Regions from separate parts of the Triticum aestivum genome. Here region 1 is linked to region 2. A link is a contact called in public Hi-C data. All regions are on one chromosome and are shown on one strand. Each heading gives the region's core, a stretch centred on a gene start, on an enhancer-like site or on the middle of the called end of the contact. The rest is flanking DNA. Distances are from core to core; before and after follow the strand shown. Region 1 holds the start of LOC123097964 (50S ribosomal protein L4, chloroplastic). Region 2 holds the start of LOC123097963 (coronatine-insensitive protein homolog 2).

The links. Hi-C and Micro-C count contacts between places; a contact is called where the count stands out from the background.
Region 1: a contact with region 2 is called in a Hi-C map of an unstated tissue, with 7 times the contacts expected there. The contact joins the promoter of LOC123097964 here to the promoter of LOC123097963 in region 2. A contact is called at or near these places in 2 of 5 Hi-C or Micro-C datasets (leaf and an unstated tissue) and 1 of 1 datasets of contacts at active chromatin or transcription factors (leaf).

The regions. Positions count from the first base shown.
Region 1 is chr4D:367,700,481-367,707,198 of IWGSC CS RefSeq v2.1, forward strand. It overlaps LOC123097964 (50S ribosomal protein L4, chloroplastic), which reads right to left and starts at 2,696. Exons shown (of 2, transcript XM_044519827.1): 1 at 1,629-2,696. The coding sequence starts at 2,550. LOC123100050 (protein FAR-RED ELONGATED HYPOCOTYL 3-like) reads left to right here and starts at 5,625. Exons shown (of 2, transcript XM_044522043.1): 1 at 5,625-6,573; 2 at 6,651-6,718. The coding sequence starts at 5,672. The coding sequence ends at 6,675.
Region 2 is chr4D:367,026,475-367,033,650 of IWGSC CS RefSeq v2.1, forward strand. It overlaps LOC123097963 (coronatine-insensitive protein homolog 2), which reads right to left and starts at 3,305. Exons shown (of 3, transcript XM_044519826.1): 1 at 2,721-3,305; 2 at 1,720-2,197; 3 at 430-1,609. The coding sequence starts at 3,211. The coding sequence ends at 818.

The DNA of each region.
Region 1 (6,718 bases), core at 1,446-3,945, 670 kb after region 2:
TACATCCATTTGAGGGACAAGCTTGGGACAAACTTTTTCGGACGGAGGGAGTAGTTGTTTTCTTCTTCGAGAAACTATGGCAGACGCGCTGCCTCTCATTTAGAGAGAATAACAGTTAAGGAAGTTTGTTACAAGCGACCACTTGTAAGGTAAAATGAGACTAGTTAACATAATCATGCTGTTACACTTAGACCATGCATTCACTTGCCGGCTCTCGTAGCAAGGCTTCAACTGAGACATCCAGCTGGTGCTTTCAAATTCTAACAGAACAACTTTGAAATAAATGGTGAGAGCACCAATGATGAAAGTGTCAGGTGAACGGCTGATTAGTGGTAGGCAGGTGGCACACCAGATTGTGTGACTACAAGGAATGCATCAGGATTCCTGGAGTTCTACTTCCACGGATTTCATGGATAGCATGGTTTCACACCTTTTCTTTGTTGGTTCAATGTTTGAAATTTAAATCCATCTTTGGTATAAAAGATTGAATTCCATCATGTGAGGTCATTTTATATTTATAAATTATTGACTTGCCCCCCTAATCTAAGAGATTAAATTACCCCGGTTACAGAAGTACAGAATTAGCATATTGTTGTACACAATTCATACAAGCGCTAGATAGACCTATCATCAACATAGGTGGATCTGTAAGCATGCTTCTATAGTAAATCTTCAACTATATCCTCCATGAGATTTTTAATTTTTTTTGCTTTAGGTCCATGAGATTTTTGAAAAAGAAAAGCTCACTCTATGCTTGTCATAGTAAAAGCAAAGGGGAAATACAGTGCGGAGTACAGATTAATAAGAGACTCAAGCATGATAGACTTTCTTAAATGGTGTGAAGAATCCTACAACTGTCAAAAACATATAATCCTAATCCCATGGAGCCTTTATCCAGCCTTAAGAAACAAAATGGTGTTAACATTTCTTTGTCTTGGTGTCTTGATTGGTGTGCCCCTACTTAAGCTACGGCTTTTAACATCAAAGGTGCCTTGATTGGAAACATGCAGGATTTTATTTTCCTTTTAATGGTATCGGTAAGTGTCGCTGCAAGCTATTGATTAACTGGAGGGGACAATCTATCTTGGTATTGCAGTGGATCAAGTATATAAACTGTCAAATTTCATTCATCTTTTGTCCATAACCCTTTATGCAATATGCTGCACTAACTGTTTACGGCAGTCACAGGCAACTCAATTCATGTCACTAGATAATGTCAAAGCCTCAACCATGGTAATGTTAAGGGTTTGTAACATCGGTGTCCTAACAACCTAATCATTCCTACGTGTTCACCTCACTGCCTGTTTAAACATGTATACTACTCCCTCCGTCCCATAATATAAGAGCGTTTTTGAAACTCCATCTCATAGTGTCAAAAACGCTCTTATATTATGGTACTCCCTCCGTCCGGAAATACTTGTCCGAGGAATAGATGTATCTAGATGTATTTTAGTTCTAGATACAACCATCTGTATCCATTTCTACGACAAGTATTTCCGGACGGAGGGAGTAGTACCTAAAGGATTTCAGCTTGGAATTACTAGTTCTTCCCACATATCTAGCATAGAAATAATCAAACAGCAAATTGCAATCAGCACTGCAAAATGTTCATGGATAGCTGTATGTACCTTGGTCAGCCTCCTCTGTGATTTCTTCTCCCTCCTCTTGCTCCTCCACCCCTTCCTCTTCACCGTCGTCCTCGCCATCGTCACCCTCATATTCATCAAAACCGGTGGTACCGTACCTCGAGTTGAGGTAGTCAATGGCGGCCGGGGTGAAGAAATGCTTGCGTGCGTCGAGGATGTCGTACAGGTTGAGAGTCCTGGGAGTTAGCATTTTGAGGGTGCCGATGTTCCTGCCGCTCAGCCGCACGTTATTATCAAGCTCCGTGGAGAAGAACATGGCCTTCTCCCTGGGGTCGAGCCCCCACCGCTGCAGCGCGGCCACGAAGTCCCTGGTCCGGGGGCCCGTCGCGAACTCCTCGTCGAACTCCTGGACGACGAAGGAGTCGTTGGCGACGGCGGCGCTGGCGAGCGCGGTGGAGATGGCGAGGCGCTTCTCCTTGCGGTTGATCTTGATGGTCCAGTCCCGGGGCTTGGGGCCGAAGATGACTCCACCGCCGGGGCGGAGCGGCGTACGGACCGACCCGCGCCGCGCCTTCCCGGTCTTCTTCTGGCCGTATGGCTTCCTCCCGCCGCCCCGGACCTCCCCGCGGGTGAGGGTGGAGGCCGTGCCCCGGCGCGCGTTCTGGCGGTCGGTGATGAGGGCGCGGTGCACGACGGCGCGCGCGGTGGAGGGCGGCGCGGCCTTGATGTCCAGGGCGACCTCCCCGACCTTCTCCCCGGTGAAGTTGATGACCGGGAGGGTGGTGGCCTCGGCCCGCAGCGCGCGGAGGATGGAGGCGGACGGCCTCCCCCTGACGGAGGCGTGCGGGAAGGAGGAGGAGGAGGAGGGGGAGGGGAGGAAGGAGACAGAGGAGGAGGAGAGGAAGGAGGAGGAAGAGGCGGAGAGCGAGAGCAGGAGGGGCGAGGCCACGGAGGAGACCGGCATTGTGGCGGCTCTACGGCGGCTGCGCTGCGCTGGGGGCGGACGGAGAAGGGGGAGGAGATGGCTCTGCCGCTGCAGCTGCCGCTTCTATCTCTTTATCCACACCACACCCGTTCGGCAGGAGTGTCTCCGTCCGTCGCGCACTGTCGACTGCGTCTTTTGACCCCGCCAAGTCAGCACTTCTTACCACTCCCTGAGCTAGCAGGTCCAAAAAACGAGGCTTGCTCCGGTGCACCCCCTAACTCAATTTTCTAGGGGTATTCTTGACCCCGTCATCTATTTTTTCTCCGGCCCGCCGCTGCCCATATCCAAGCCCCCGTAGCCCATATCCAAGCCCCGTATAATCCGTATGACCCATACGTATGTATACGGTGACATCCCAAAAAAAAGGATGACACGACCCCACGACCAGGTAGGACCTGCCGACGGCCGATCCATCAATCATGCAGCTCAATCAATCACGCAGCTCCATCATTCACGCAGCTCCTCCATCATTCTGGTGAGTTTCTGTAGGAATATCGGCGGCAGCGATCTTATCGCCGGCGATCTCGTCCGAGAGCGCGCACGGCACCGTCGTCAACCTCCAGCGCTCGCAGGTACCGCATCCCATTTCCCCACGTTTGTCTCGCTCGCGGCAGCATCAAACGAACTGCCGTTGTTTTCGTCGTAGTGGTTAACCTAGCGGGGCGGGCAACCTAGCTTTCTGGCGGTCCAGGCCATCGCAGATCTTGTTCTGGTAGTGCTGCTCGTCGTGATATACACAGTGATCACGCGGGCTAAAGTGGGTTTCTTCTTTCTAGGGTTAACCTAGCGTTGGTTGCCGTCGGTTGTGTGCACGACGGCTCCGTTATTTGATGCGGCGGCTTACCTAGGTATCCGGCGATCCAAAATAATCACGACTGATGCCGTGGGCTAGGAATCCGGCGGCGCATGTTATCACGGGTAGCGCTGCTTCTCGTGATCCAAAGTGATCACGTACTGGATTCGTGGGACGTACCTTAACGCCGCTTGGTGTGGAGAGGGGGGAGGATCCATGGGCCGATCAGAGGTCGTTGGCGTCGGTTGTGTGCACGATCTGAACGCCCTCGGTTGGGGCGCTCTCCGGTTGGTGTAGTTTATTTAACATCCGTGATCGTGCGCTAGGTGTTGTATATGTCAGCATTGATAATGTTTGCACATGTGATGATACATATTAATTGTTGTAGGAAATGGCGGACGATGAGTTAACTGATATGATGTATGACATGGAGTTTGGAGAACTGATGAAAGACTGGATAGAAGATTGGTCAGATGATGAAAATTCAGATCGTGGAGATAGGTCAGAGAATGGGAACGTATTGGAAGATCTTAATGTGAGTGGCATTATCATGTTGTAATTTTTTGGTGGCATCCGACAATATTATATTTTGAAAATTTATAGATGGATGAACATGATGATGGTCAGGAAAACAATGAGCATGATGATGGTGAGGAAAACAACTCGGAGATCTCGAATGAAGATTACATTAGTCAGGTATGGAAGTGGAATTTTTTGTTGGCATGCATGCAAATTGAATTAATCCTGGAATATTATATGATAAGTACTTATGTATTTGTGTTATATTTTTCAGCTCATTTCCGAATGTCATAATGCGTACGACTATTACGGTGAATCCGACGCGGAGACAGGCCTTGATGTCGAATCATTAGCTGCATCTGATTCTGGGGAGTCGCAATCGTCGGTCATCATGAGTGAGGTATGTATGTAATCAATGTTGTATGGAAGTAATGTTATACCATAGAAAACTGTTTTCATGGCTATGTTATGATTGTGTAGGTGACAGAAGTTGAGGGGAAAAAGAATGTCCAAGATACTGCTAGTGCAGATGATAAGAGGGATATGTTCATGCAGATAATACAAATGACTTTTACGTCTCACGAGGCTGCGTATGATTTCTACAACAGCTATGCTAGAGATAATGGTTTCAGCATTAGAAAGAATAGGGTCAGGTATAGCAAAACCGAGTCACGTCATATGCGTTATAGGCGGTTTGTTTGTTCCAGACAAGGAAAACGTGACAGCAGGTTGCTAACCGAGGAAGGACACAGCCGTAGGCTCAGACCCGAGACACGCTGCCACTGCGAAGCGCACCTGACCGTGAAGCTTGACCAAAAGCGTGGGGTTTGGTATGTTGATAGTTTTGAGGACAAGCATAGCCATATCTTGGCAGGACCGGACGAGGTACCTTTTCTTTGGTCCCACAGAAAAATCAAAGAGTACCAGAGAGCTGAGATACTGTCCATGGGAGCTGCAGGGATTAGAATTCACGACATGATGGATACCTTCATCAGCAAACATGTATGGTATGGCGGTGTTGGTTTTACCAGGCGTGAAATATACAACCTTTGCGCCAGGGAGAAGAGGAAGCTGCTTTCAAAAGGTGATGCTGCCACAGTCATAGGCATCATGGTCAGTAGGAAACAGAGGGATCCTAGCTTCTTTTTCGAGTACAAGCTAGACAAGGAAGGACATATGAATAGGATGTTCTGGTGTGACTCCCAGTCTCGTCATGACTATGAGGACTTCGGCGACGTGCTTGTATTTGACAGCACGTACAAGATGAACCGGTATGGTATGCCATTCATACCCTTTGTTGGTCTTAACAATCACCGGAAGACCACTGTTTTTGCTTGTGCCATAGTTTCGGACGAGACCGAAGAGACATATGTGTGGCTGCTGGAGACTTTTTTGAGGTCCATGTGTCAAAAGATGCCTATGAGTGTTATCACGGATGCCGACGCTGCGATGATCAAGGCAATTCGCCAAGTCTTGCCAGACGTGTGGCACCGTATATGTACGTGGCATATAGAAAAAAATATGAAGATTCACCTCAGTCACAAGTCCTTGAAGGAGTTCCGAACTCTTCTGTACTACAGCACGTCCACGGCCACGTTTGAGGAGAGATGGCACGCGTTTTCCAAAAGATGGCAGTCGGAAAAAACAGTAACATGGTTGAGACGGATGTATAAGAAGAGGAGACTGTGGGCCGCGGCTTATCTGACAGAGGGTTTTTGGCTTGGCATGAAAAGCAACCAGAGGAGTGAAAGTCTAAACTCATGCCTTCACCTCCACCTAGACGGTGAAATGACCCTGGTGGATATGATTTTGCACTATGAGAACGCCGTTGTACGTATCCGTGAGAATGAGGCACGAGATGATTGCACGGCCTCACAGAGTTTACCGGTGCCAGTTACTAGCTCGAGGGAACTTGAGATAGCTGCTTCTCACGTCTTCACTCCAGCAAACTTCTATATGTTGCAAGCTGATCTTAGGAAAATTGGTGGCATGGAGATTGTAGAAATAAAGCTCGGAGACGGATCACAGCAGTACATCGTGGCCTGGAAGAATAACCGGAAGAGCCGTTTTTGGGTGGAGTACACTCCAGTAAATTCCGCAGAAACTATAAGGTGCAGCTGCAGAAGAATGATTCGAAAGGGTCTACCTTGCAAGCACATATTCCATGTACTGAAGTACTTGAATATATCTGAAATACCAAAGTGTTTAGTTCTTGTGCGGTTCACGAAAGACGCAAGGTTGGGACTGCCCGCCAGGCGCACAAGCGATCTGTTGGGATTTGGATGGACTGGAGCAGCTGAAAGAATGAAATATAGCCAGGTCAGTGTGTTGGCTTCAGAAGCTATGCATGCAGCATGCAAACACCCAACTTTGTGGGATCAGTTACAGGAGAGTTTGAAGGCCGTGATAGCTAAGAGCCATGAGTATGATCAGCTAAAGGAAAATTTGAGTAAGAAAACGGCTGATCTTAGTACTTGTGCAATTGAATATGTAGATGATGGTGAAGGCAACATAGTTGAAGTTCATGATCCTATTAAAGTATCAACGAAAGGTGCAACTAAGGTAGATGAGAACCGCCCTATGTCGAAAAATGGTAGGCCACTTTCGTACGACGAGATCAGAATCAGGTGCGGCGCATGCAAATTGCTAGGGCACACTAAACGCAGCAAGAAATGCAAACTAAATAAGAAGTAAGTTTTTGTATGCATTGTAGGTTATAATTGTTTTTAACTTGTCATTCATTAACTTTTCCTGTTATCGTGTGCAGAAGCGTGGTGGGCGAAGAAGAGTAGAACAGTTGCTAAAGTTATGTTAGGATGAATCCAGTGATCTAAT
Region 2 (7,176 bases), core at 2,055-4,554:
CATTTTGTTATTCTTTGAATAGTCGAATACACTTTCACTCTATTTTTCTCCACCCTCTCCTCAATCCTCTGAAATTGCTTCCTGTGCAAAAGCATATATTGCAGAATTTCTGAGTTCTGAATATCTTTCTCTACCTTCTCTCCTCAACCCTCTTAAATTCCTTCCTAGCAAAAGCTTATATATAAGAGTTTCTGTGTTATGCAGAATCTCATGATAAGTTATTCTGAATCATGTAAAATTTCACAGCAAGTGACATCTCAATCTTCAGTTCTTCTATTTCAACGTAATAAATCACTGCTTCCTGCAATCCATAGAGCCTATAACAGCCCGTTCACCATACAGATCCAAAGATAAGAGAAGGTGGAAAATCACAACCAGTAAAGCTGAGGCCAAGCCGCAGTAAAATTTCAAGATATTCGTGGGTTCAGATGGTGGAAAATCACAACCAGTAAATCATAACATTGTGCAGATTGTTTCACAGATGGTACAACAACTAATCCAATACTGTTCGTAGAACAGCAATACAGTGGGCAAAGCTCAAGAACAGAAAAATGCCATTACAACTGGGCACATTATTACAAAAATGCGTGTCCGAGCCATGTCAAAATGGTGTAGTACACAAAGATATCCATGTTGGCCAGATGAACAGCTTACCCCAAAATGTTGCCCCTAAGATACGAAGGCAGTTCAGAGTGGGTCGCTTTTACTTGAGCTTTCAGTCCCGTAATTGGCACTGTAAGGTGGAATGTCCCTATACCGCATCGTGGGTTTCACTGGCATCAAACATGTATGTACAGTCAAACTGGTGGTGGTCTTTTTAGCTTCCGACTGACGGATAGAGGGGAATTACTGAGTGAGGACAATCTGTCCTTGCCCCAGCCAGAGAGTAGTATGCCAGAATCTGTGCCTGACCCTCTGGGCAAGGCTCATCTTGATTTGGTGCAATAAACTCAATGTTCCAGAAGGGGCGTACCATTGCCATGAGATCGGTGCCGGTAGGAGATGCCTTGTATCCCTGCACCCAAAGATATCTGAGTGACTTCAGCTGTAAGGCTGCAACTGCCAATGCACGTTCACTAAAGCAGCAACTCCTTAGCTCCAATTTCTGCAAGCTTGGGCATCCTCGTGCAAATGCCAGCAGTCCATCATCAGATCCCCCAGCATTCCCAAGCAACATGTAGCGGACAGTCTTGCCAAATTCGCCAACATAAGAAAGGCCAATATCTGATAGAGCTCCAGGTCTCACATAAAATGCAAACCTCCGGAGTTTGGTGCAACCTCTCAGCAAAGCCCGAACCCCGTTGTCAAGGGGCAGTTCAGTTATATGCACCTCTCTATCAAGCAGGACAAGTCGGAAATCGTTCAGGTTTTTGCTGAACGCACCAATGGCCTCAAGAGCTGCATTTGTAATGTCAGACACATGTACTGCCCAGTACTCCAAATCAGGACAGCCTTCAGCTACAGCCATCAATCCTACTTGTGTCACTCTACCCTGTTCGTCCTCAAGACCTCCTTGGTCATCGTCTCCTCTCTCGACTCTGAGTCGCTGTAATTTCTTGCAGGTCCGCGCAACAACTTCTAACCCTCGGTCTCCTATCACATCCCTCACCTGTTGGAAGACAAATTATCAACAAAACACGTTTGAGATAGCATATTCACTATCAGACTTCCAGACAGGAAAGATGGCAAAAACATTTAAAATAATTTGCCAGGACATACCTCCAAAACTTCTAGATTTGGGCATCGCTGGACTAATTGACAGTGATCCTCTGTGGTAAGGAACGTAAACTGAAGGTCTAACTTCTTGAGTGTGGCACCATATGGAAATAATATCTGCATCTCATTTGTTCCCATGTAGAGCAAACTCAAGCGCTGTACCGAAGGAGGGAAATAGTAGTTAGCATAATTCCCACCTTGATCTTGATCATCAAAGGAACCACCAGCAAAGTCTTGTAGTGTTTCTGCTGTACGGAACAGGTCGACCAGGTCAGACATGAAACAGTCGCTAATCTTGAGAGTTTTCAGCCTTCGGCAATTTCGCACAAGAAGGAAAAGATATGCTGGGGATGCCCTGAGATCCGTCAGAAAGAAATTCAGCGTCTCAAGGACAGTATTGCTGGTAGCAAGCTCGCGGAGCCATTCATCATTTTCTTTCTCAGCAACAGAACTTTCTTCAAGAAACAACGTTTCCAGTTTCCTGAACATGACAAGAAATATGATTAATTTAAACAAGTAACCTATGAATGTATGCTCTTACATTCTTACTAAACTTCTACAACAGCATTTTGATAATCTGCTTTTCAAAACTATCTCCACCAAGTATCATAGTTCTCTATGAAAGTATAAACAACTAAGCAAAGTCCCCAACTCAGTAAGGCAGTTAAAGTCCACATTTCCTAATTTCTGCTCCAAAGCTAGAATTATTCCCAAATTACAAAGAGTAGCATGATGTTTTACATCAAGAAAAGGTGAGACGTTACACTTACTTTTCCCCTTTCGAAATGAACAAAAGAACATCTTATCTATACTCGCTTTACAAACATCCCATCCACCAACCCTTTCCAAATAGAACAAAACACAATTTCTGAAGAGAAAAACTAACTAGAACAATTGAAACTAGAAATTAATTCGTAGGACAAGAAAGAGATACCGCAGTAATTAATAAACGAACTAATGCATGCATATCATTTGTGAACCGGAACAAGGAGGGGAGAAATTACTTGCAGCAGCGGGCGAGGAGAGCGAGGGAGGAGGTGGAGAAGCCGGAGCAGCGGTCAAGCTTGAGGGAGACGAGCATGTGGGCCTTGGCGCGCACGAGCACGGCGACGTCGTCGTCGGAGACAATCATCCGGCGGAGGTGCAGCACCTTGAGGAAGTGGAAGGAGGCGGAGAGCTCGCGGATCCAGGGCGAGGCGGAGCCGCCCCAGTCCTCGGGGATGAGGTTGAACATGGAGGCGCGGGGCTTGGCCTTGAGCTTGAGCGACTCGAGGCAGGGGAAGCGGCGGAAGAGGCGGTCGGGGGTGGTGGAGTAGGCCATGGCGACGGTGACGTGCTTGCGGCTGAGCGCGTCGACCTTGCACCAGTGGCGGCAGACGAGCGAGATGGCGTCGCGGTCCCAGGGGTCCTCCACGCACCCCATGACCAGCCCCAGCGCCACGTCCGGGATCCCGAAGCTCATGGTCCTCCCCAGGTGCCGCTCGTCGCCGCCCATCGCCGGGAGCCGACCCCCGATCTGCGCCCCGATCTGTCCCGCCGCGGATTTCAACGGGGGTGTGGGGTTGGGGGTGGGGTTGGGATGAGGGAGGCTGAGGGAGGGCGGGCGGGCGCGTGCGCCTGGGTGTAGAGTGGGAAAAGGAAAGGGGGTATGGGATGGGAATTGGGAAATTTTCAGGGGTTCTTCCCGTCGTCCGGACGACGCAAAAGCCTTTTTCTGCGGGTGGTGTGCGGCTGCGCGATGGGGGCGGCCTCTGCCCCCTTCCTCCTCTGGCCGTCGCGGGGGCTGCCAAATGGGACCCCCGACCCCCCCGGGGTAGATATTTTTTTCTCTCTCTGCCAATCTTATCTCTCCGTGCTGTGGTTGGTCGGGTTTTTCCTTCCTTTCCTTGGGCTAGGTCTAGGTATAGGGCTTTTACGGTTACCGCTGCCTGCGCGGGACAGATCCAGCGGCGGGCCGCTAGATTTGCAAATCTTATAAACACGGCAAATATCTATGCATGCCATGCATCTCTACTGCTGCAGCCTGCAGTGCTGCTACTGTTCCGTTATTAGGTCCGTACAGGGGTGTGGCTCAAATATTTTTTTTGACTGATATGTGAAGGACAAAAGAATAATACATACACACTACGCAACAATAGTAAACACAAGTGACATGAGCTATTGCTACTATCATTGTATTTTTCCCTAGCATGTTTAATTGTTATATTAATGAGCGCAAATTATTTCAATAAAATCTGCCTTTAAACACCTGATGAGTCGAGTCAGCTATAAGGCCCTTCCCAGTGTTTCACAGTGTGCACGTGCTAAGCAAGCAGCATAAGAAAAAAATATGACACGACACATCAATTAGGAAGAGAGAGAGCATTTTGGTGACCCAAAAAGAACCAATGTCAAGCACGCCAACCTAGACAATACACTTAAATGAAGGAAGCTTTGGTATTGTAGATGTTGATACTTTTTAATATAAATTTGATCAAACTTTGCAATGCTTGACTTGACACAAATCTAATACGTGAAGTAAAAATGACCGGAGGGAGTATAGTGGGAAGGTGCAAGCCATCATCTCTCTCCTCTTTAATTACCCCACCCCTAATGAGCTACTCCCTCTCTCTCAGTTTACAGGGCGTGCGTGTACCCCTAGGTCGTCAATTTGACCAACCTAATACAAGTCATATATTACAAAAAAATATCAATATAAACTTCAGATGTTCTATTTTCAAACGGTATAATTTTTGTGTTATATAGTTTATATTAGGGTGATAAAATTGGCAACCTAGGTATACGCGCGGGACTTGTAAACTGAGACAGAGGGAGTAGGTGCATGTAGAAAGTGAGTAGACCATGTGTTAAATGTTATTGGTCTTGATTACCATGTGATGAGAGATAACCATATTTTCTACTTTAAAGTGCATTAAAATAGAAATACACTCTTTTGTGGACAAATTTTGAATGTCAAACATACACTTATTCGTGGACTGAAGGAGTATAAATTGGGGACTTGAGTTGCTAAGCTATTTAGTGCACTTAGCACCTCATCTAATAAGCACCTTTGTGTTGGAAAAGACCTAAAACATCATGTGTAAACAAAGCCAAGATGCATTTGTCAAAAGGGTATCTATTTTAGGCACCTTCATCGATGAAATATCTTATCTTGCGTAGTAGAGGATTTCTTTGGCTAAAATTGATCGGTACAGATGCTTGAAGTGGGACGATGAAATGCGACCATTACCGCAGAAGGCGTGACGCAATTAACATCTTCTAGGTCGACACATCCGTCATATTGGGGTAGGAATACCTAGCAGCAGTAGTGGATAACTTCTTTGAATTCTTCATAGTTCGGGGCGAGATCATGCATACACTTTAGATCTTGCGTGTTGGATATCCCCAACCTATATTTGGCTCACCTCGAGACACCGATAACGGAGGAGGACATGTGGGCAGTAGTCAAAGCTTTGCTGCCGGATAAGTAGTCGGGGCCTAAAGGTTTTACCGACAATTTTACATGGCTTGCTACGAGGGTAATTAGTTGTGATATCATGCGCGCAACGGATGCATTCTGGAAGGGCACATGCATGGTTTCAGCGGCATTAATAGGAAATTGGTTGTCTTGCTACCCAAGAAAGAAGGAGTTGTGGAATCTAGCTATTATCGGTCGGAAGGCCTGGTTCATGGGCTGGTGAGATATGTGGCAAGGCTTTGGTGAATCGCCTCTTCACATAATTGTCGCGCTTGTTGGGCACATATTAGAGCGCCTTCGTGCGTGGAAAAGCACTTCATGACAATTTATGCTGCTTCAGGGGACTGCTAGAAGGCTAAACACACTTAAGAACCCCGCATGCCTGAACAAGTTAGACATTTCGACATCATTCGACAATGTGGATTGGGCTTTCCTCCTTCATGTGCTGAATAGGATGGGCTTTGGGCACGTTTGGACTTCCTGGATATGTGGCATGCTATCTTATGCATCTACCAGGGTACTCGTTAATGGCACACGACGGTGTCATACACCGGGGGTGGCTCACCATCAGGGCAGCAGACCTGCCAGTAGGCCCAAGAGGCCCCTTGATGATTATACAACGACATGATGGAGCCTAGAGGAAGGGAGCGGCCTTCTCGGATCATCTTGATCCCCAAGTTGGTGGTGGCGGTCACCTAGATCGCATCTCCCCTTGTAAAACTCTAGCCACCACCGTGTATATAAGGGGGCTAGAGGTCTCTCAGTCGAAGCTCTAATCTCCGTAGAATAACTCTCGATAGCATTGTAACCCCTCGCACGAGGTATCCACCATGAATAGCAACAAGCAAGACGTAGGGTATTACTCTTCGTAGGCTCAAACCTGGATAAACTCCTCGTGCGACCTCTGGCCTGTGACTTCCAGTTATGCTAGGTACCCTATAGAGAGATTTGACGGTTTTCTGCACTGTCAGCACATTAGGAAAGAAGTTGCTCAATGGTCGGGGATTGTGATAAGGAGACCCTTTAAGCCGTTGGTATTTATTCTTAAGGCCCTACACCACATGTTTCGCTTTGCCGTGAACCATGACATGTTGTCTTTGTTGGGTCGGTGGGGACTTGCACACCGCCCATCCTTCTTCGCTGACAATGTCATGTTATTTTTGAGACTTATAGTGGGAGATGTCATTATGTGCTTTGCTATATTGGAGGATTTTGAAGAGGCATCAAGCCTGCGAATTAACCCTGTAAAATGTGTTGCCCTGCCCATTTGACATGCGGACGAGCAGGTGGAGCTGGTGACGTGCGTGCTTGGGTGTCTTTTGGGCTCGTTCCCATGTCGACGTTTGGTCCTTCTGTTGGGAAACGTAGTAATTTCAAAAAAAAATCCTACGCACACGCAAGATCATGGTGATGCATAGCAACGAGAGGGGAGAGTGTTGTCCACGTACCCTCGTAGACCGTTAAGCGGAAGCGTTATGACAACGCGGTTGATGTAGTCGTACGTCTTCACGATCGACCGATCCTCAGTACCGAACGTACGGCACCTCCCCGTTCAGCATACATTCAGCTCGGTGACGTCCCGCGATCTCACGATCCAGTAGAGCTCGAGGGAGAGTTTCGTCAGCACGACGGTGTGGTGATGAAAGTGCAACTATCCCTGGGTGGTTTTTGGTAATTCCTAACAACATATAGCTCATTGAGCTAATGCTATTCCAAGATAAATATTTCAGGAAAGCTCAATGATTGGCATGGCATGGATTAGAAAGTGGACCCTTCAAAATGCTAAGGACAGAAGATTGGCTCAAGCTCAAAGCACAAGACTCTACATTTTCTATTTTAGTGATCCAAGATTACATTGAGTCTATAGGAAAAGCCAATACTATTAAGAAGGGATGAGGTGTTGCTTAATGAGGTTCTTTCTCAAAATGCTTAGTGATATGCTCCAAAACCCTCCACTACTTTCTCACATCCACATATGTCCCAAACCAAAAAGTCCAACTCGG